Linked DNA regions of Mus musculus: region 2 is linked to region 1. Evidence: chromatin contacts called from public promoter capture Hi-C data. All regions are on one chromosome and are shown on one strand. Each heading gives the region's core, a stretch centred on a gene start, on an enhancer-like site or on the middle of the called end of the contact. The rest is flanking DNA. Distances are from core to core; before and after follow the strand shown. Region 1 overlaps Ass1 (argininosuccinate synthetase 1). Region 2 holds the start of Lamc3 (laminin gamma 3).

What was found. Promoter capture Hi-C pulls out the DNA fragments that hold promoters and counts their contacts.
Region 2: a promoter capture Hi-C map of liver shows a contact between it and region 1, with 2.1 times the contacts expected there. The contact joins the promoter of Lamc3 here to the enhancer-like site in region 1. A contact is called at or near these places in 10 of 39 promoter capture datasets (the C10 cell line, the HPC-7 cell line, embryonic stem cells and 5 more), 4 of 15 datasets of contacts at CTCF or cohesin (embryonic stem cells, large pre-B cells, pro-B cells and 1 more), 11 of 484 Hi-C or Micro-C datasets (the 63-12 cell line, B cells, CD8 T cells and 7 more), 3 of 115 datasets of contacts at active chromatin or transcription factors (embryonic basal ganglia, embryonic hindbrain and embryonic midbrain) and 3 of 9 other capture datasets (embryonic stem cells, embryonic tail and liver).

The regions. Positions count from the first base shown.
Region 1 is chr2:31,499,252-31,501,770 of GRCm38.p6, forward strand. It overlaps Ass1 (argininosuccinate synthetase 1), which reads left to right. Exons shown (of 16, transcript NM_007494.3): 11 at 1,582-1,666; 12 at 2,237-2,301. Among named protein-coding and RNA genes, the nearest start is that of Ass1, 30 kb to the left of the region's middle. Within about 2 kb of position 1,265, at least 21 of the 459 cell types and tissues checked have an H3K27ac peak or open chromatin away from gene starts, as enhancers often do. A contact at or near this core is called in embryonic basal ganglia, embryonic tail and liver, where this site is marked.
Region 2 is chr2:31,886,020-31,888,538 of GRCm38.p6, forward strand. It overlaps Lamc3 (laminin gamma 3), which reads left to right and starts at 1,262. Exons shown (of 28, transcript NM_011836.4): 1 at 1,262-1,724. The coding sequence starts at 1,325.

The DNA.
Region 1 (2,519 bases), core at 15-2,514:
TGGTGGGACCCTAGACACAGTAGAAGTCTTGGGTCCCCTCTCGAACCCTCTGTTGGGAGCAAGGAGTCTCCCTGGGGCTTTACTCTGAGCAGATGGTAGGATGGGCCAGGCCACACTGCAGACTTCTCCCACGAGACCCTCAAACCTCTGGGAGCTGGGAGGGCAGAGGGTGGGAGGTAAGCTGGAGGTGGCAGAGGGTCCCGGGCACAAGCCTCCAACAGCCTGTCCTGGAGGCGCAGGGTAGCCCCAGGCAGAGTTGAAGAAGAGCCAGCTCTCTGAAAAGAGGGAGGGAGGCCCCCTCCCCAGCCTACTCCTCATTCACTCGCTAGTTAATTTATTTGAAGTTTTAATCTAATTATTAACTATTTTAAAAGCTAAGAGGCTTTCTCCGGCGGCAGCACCAACAATGTCAACCTCTCCTCCCAGGCAGGCCCCATCCAAGGCCCCAGCGTTGGGTGATAGATAATAGGACCAGGGAAGGAGAGAAAGAGAGAGGCGAGGGGTAGGGGGTGGAGAGGGGGCTTAAGGTTCATTATTGGGCAGACTTACATTTAATAGCAATTTACAACCAAGTTATAAAACCCCTGGAAATGGGGGTTAAGAATGGTGAGGCTGTCATCGCCCTGAGCGGAGCCCCTCCAAACGGAGCCCGGCTAATAAAGACTCCAAAGCCGCTATTGAGCCCTGATTGGCACCCGATGGCTCGCTACATGGTAATGAGCCAGGCAGATGGGTGGGGGATTAGCCGCCAACTTTGAACAGCTTTTCTTTGTCACTGTTACGGCTCTCTTGTTAGCCCTCTAATACATTTATTACCCATTTCACACCGCTCGAGAAAGTGCCCCTTGCTATTCAAAGTCAACCCCAAACCCACCCACTGCCCCCTCCCCACCACCCCCCTCAACACGGCCCTTCTCTGGCTGAGCTTCGGCTGTCTCCCTCCTGCCACCCCAGACAACACATCCCAGAATTCAAGGCTATCTGCTGGAGCTTGGGTACCCTAAGCTCACCACCCATCAGGTGGCTTTCTGAAGGTCTGGGATACAAGGTTGGGGCAGAGAGGCCCACATCCACCTGTCAAGCATGGCAGAGAGCTACTTAGGGGTGTGTGTGTGTGTGTGTGTGTGTGTGTGTGTGTGTGTGTGTGTGCGCGCGCGCGCGCACACATGCTCGCGCTTGCACACACGCCTGTGCGTACTCATAGGGTCTGGCTGCACCTCGGCCAGGCGGCCCCTGGGTAGCTGGTGGGGACAGAAGGTGCTCACTGGTAAGACAATGGCGAAGCGTGAAATTCAATTAGTTCAGGGCCTGGTTCCAATTTCACAGCCCCTAAATGCTAAAGGGGCAGAGAGAATGGGAGGGAGGGGGCGAGCGTTTTTATTGCATTTTCCTCTTTCATTCTGGGGGGCTTTCTTGCCCCTTCTCTCCCCCCAGCACAGGGCTTTGAAGGAGTCATTCGGACTCCATGTCTGTCACATCCATTTAAGGCGATGTGGGTGGAGGGAGAGGGTGGGGTGGTGGGCACAGGCTGCTCTGCTGAGCCCCAGACTGAAGGCCCACTCTCCTCCCTCTCTGCCCCAGGGGTCCCTGTGAAGGTGACCAACATCAAAGATGGCACAACCCGCACCACATCCCTGGAACTCTTCATGTACCTGAACGAAGTTGCGTGAGTGTCCACAGTCTGCCTGCGACCCCCAGGACCGCCATCTCAAGCAAGCACAGGCCTGGGCCTGTGTGACTAATGGTCACAGCTAAAGTTCATGACCTGGAGGTCTGGCAGTTGGCCTTGTAGACATAGAGTGCCCTGAGCCGAGGGTATTGGTTTGGCATTGGTATTGGTTTAAATCCACAAACCATGAACACAAAAGTTCCAAGGCTACCACCACCTTCTATGGTGGGACCAGCTGGGGCTGCAGGCCTTTGGCTGAGCCAGGCATTAGGACAAAGAAAGATAAATCCTCAGTGAGGGTTAGGGTCAAGCAAGTCCCAGTATAGATGTAGCGGGCGGAGCACCCAGGGTGACCCAGACAATCCGTTCTCTTTCAGGGCCTTAGGTTACCCACTTCTCTCCACTTGGGCCTGTTTTCCTGGCTCAGGTGAGCTGAGACATAGAGCCTGAGAGTCAGTATGCCCATAGTTAGGTCTTCAGCCAAGCCAAGGGCACCTGCTCAGTGGGTGGCCTCTGTCCTCAAGCTTTGTGCCAGCACCTGAGTCCAAGTGACGTGTTTCTTTTCAGGGGCAAGCACGGAGTGGGTCGCATTGACATCGTGGAGAACCGCTTCATTGGAATGAAGTCCCGAGGTAAGTGGATTCGACACCCAGGGCTGGTTTCGGCACTTTCCAGAGCTCCTGTACCACCTGGGTGTCACCTTTCACCCCAGGCCACCTTGGCTGCCCCTTGCTTTCTCTTACACCCCGATGAAGTGAGGACTGGAGATGAAGTGTGAACAGTGGCCTTTGCACTGACTTCTTGGGGTGCTTCGAGAGGAGCCGCCTCTAGTGTTGGGAGGGGTCTGGGA
Region 2 (2,519 bases), core at 12-2,511, 390 kb after region 1:
TAGGGCTATGGTTAGCACACAGGGATCTCAACACAGGCTATAGAAGTGAAATATGTAGAGAAACCTTCTTTCTCTGGGACCTCATGTATACCAGAATATTCGTCCAGAAGGACAGAAGCTAGCTCCAGGGACCCTGGCTGCAAAGGCAGATAGAAGGAGAAGATTCGGGGGCAGTCTTAGTGAGACAAGGTGTGGGCTCTGCCACAGCCCCATGGGTGATACAGAAGGGGCCCAGATATCATGTGACTAATGGCTTCTGTGTTGTGCAGTGTGGGTCTCTCGCCTACTCAGTCTCTCAAGGAAATCAATAGAAGCCTTGTAGGTTGAATTGAGACAGTATCTAAGGACCTCACCCAAGCTGAGCCCTTGATTAAGAGATATTAGGGGTGCAGGAGTCTGCTCTGCAGACAGAGGCAAAGAACATGGGCCTCCTTGGTGGTCCGCGTCCACAGCAACAGGAGTCCATTTTCATCCCAAACTTGCCTTTGTCCTCCTCTCAAGGTGTCCTTGTGATCCTGTATCTAGCTAGCAGTGTAAGGAAGGAGGCCCCAGAGGGGGCTAGCACAAGGCTCCCTACCACAATTTGCCCTGTACCCCTGACTACCCATGCCAGACCCCAAGAGAACCACTTCCTTAACCCTGATCATAACTTTCATGCAGGGTTGGAGTCTTACTGGATCTATCCAACCGTGGCTGTGGGAATCTGACGGTGTCCCGCTCCCATGGGATCATTTTGTTTTACTGTCTACAAGGGCCAGAAGGTGCCTTGGGAAGGACATTAGTTTGGTGGAGAGAAGGGGAGGCCTCTGTTGATAAGAGGAAGCCTTTTGATAAATCCCAGGTGACAATATCTGCTTTGGGAGGAGACGCCAGGAGCGCAACACTTTTGACAGAGAACACTGGACAGGTACGGAGGAAAACTGCCAAAGGTCATTCTGTCAGGTGAAGACCTGCGCTTGTCTTGCCTTTCAGCTCAGGAAGGTACACAAGTGCAGAGCTTCCATAGAAGAGCCGCATTAGCAGAATAACTTGGTGTCTCTACCGAGACCATTTTGCAGGGAGGACTGTGGAGCCAGGTTCACAGTTCCCGAGTCCACGACCCAGCCAGAACAAGCAGGCACTCCCAGGCACGTCCAGCAGGTGGGGGTGAGCACGAAGGGACGGAGCTCGGATGGTGGGGTGTCGCCTGCATGGGTCCCGCCCTCAGATGCCGTCGGGTTCCGCCTGCAGGGGAGGACTCCAGGGGCCAGTGGAGCGCAGAGGGGCTAAGCGCAGACCGCAGCGTAGAGTGGATCCCGGAGCAGTGCAGAGCGGGGCGAGGACCATGGCTGTATCCAGGGTCCTGTCCCTCCTGGCAACGGTGGCATCGATGGCGCTGGTGATTCAGGAGACACACTTCGCGGCAGGCGCGGACATGGGCTCTTGCTACGACGGTGTGGGACGCGCACAGCGCTGTCTGCCTGAGTTCGAGAACGCGGCGTTCGGCCGACGCGCCGAGGCCTCCCACACGTGCGGACGGCCCCCGGAGGACTTCTGTCCACACGTGGGGGCACCAGGGGCTGGGCTACAGTGCCAGCGCTGCGACGATGCTGACCCCGGACGACGCCACGACGCCTCCTACCTCACAGACTTCCACAGCCCCGATGACAGCACCTGGTGGCAGAGCCCATCCATGGCCTTCGGGGTGCAGTACCCCACCTCTGTTAACCTGACCTTGAGCTTAGGTAAGCATGCACCCTGTCACCTTATATCCAAACCATGGAGGCCCAGGCAGAGGGCTGTGCACGCTGGGGCAGACTGCAGCACCCCACGGGTAAGGAGTCAGAACCTGCAAGCCCTGGGTAGCAAGAGGTCAGCCCAGGGGGCTCCCCTAAGGGCTTGGGGGAGCAGAAGGCTCCCCTCAGCTGTGGAACTGGGTACAGCAACAATTCCCTGGAAGAACTGTTAAGGAAGGTGGGGGTCATACTTCCATGATGATCTATCTGATCCATCCTCTAAGACCCGAACTTGTAATCCGGTCAGCTTCGATGCCCTGTGGACGGACCTCTGACGCTGTGAGCAGTTTGGGAATGGGCGTTAGGGCAGTTGCCACCAAATGTGAATGCTGTAGTACCCTGGGCAGGACAGCCAGTTTCTTCCTGCCACTGGATAGCCAGCCTGGGCGTTTCGAGTGGCCCCTCCGCATTGTTCTTGATTGCTCCACCCAGACTGAGGCAAGATGAGGGAGCACAAGGCCCTTGAGGCTGGGAACCCAGGGGTCCACTTCTACCTTGAAACTGGACTATTCTCTACCCACTCCAAGTTCAGATGAGCCCAGCGATCTCCTCAGGTTCCTTGCTATGTCCTGAATACTGTGTAAATCTTCCAAAGGTTTGATAACTTGGATTTGGTATTTTCATAACTCATTTTGACACTAAACGTGACCTGAGGCGATTTCTAACCTTGGTGTATCCTAGTAAGGGCCAATATTCATACATTTTGTTACTGGATCTCATTTGAGAGCAGCTTACAGCCGCAGA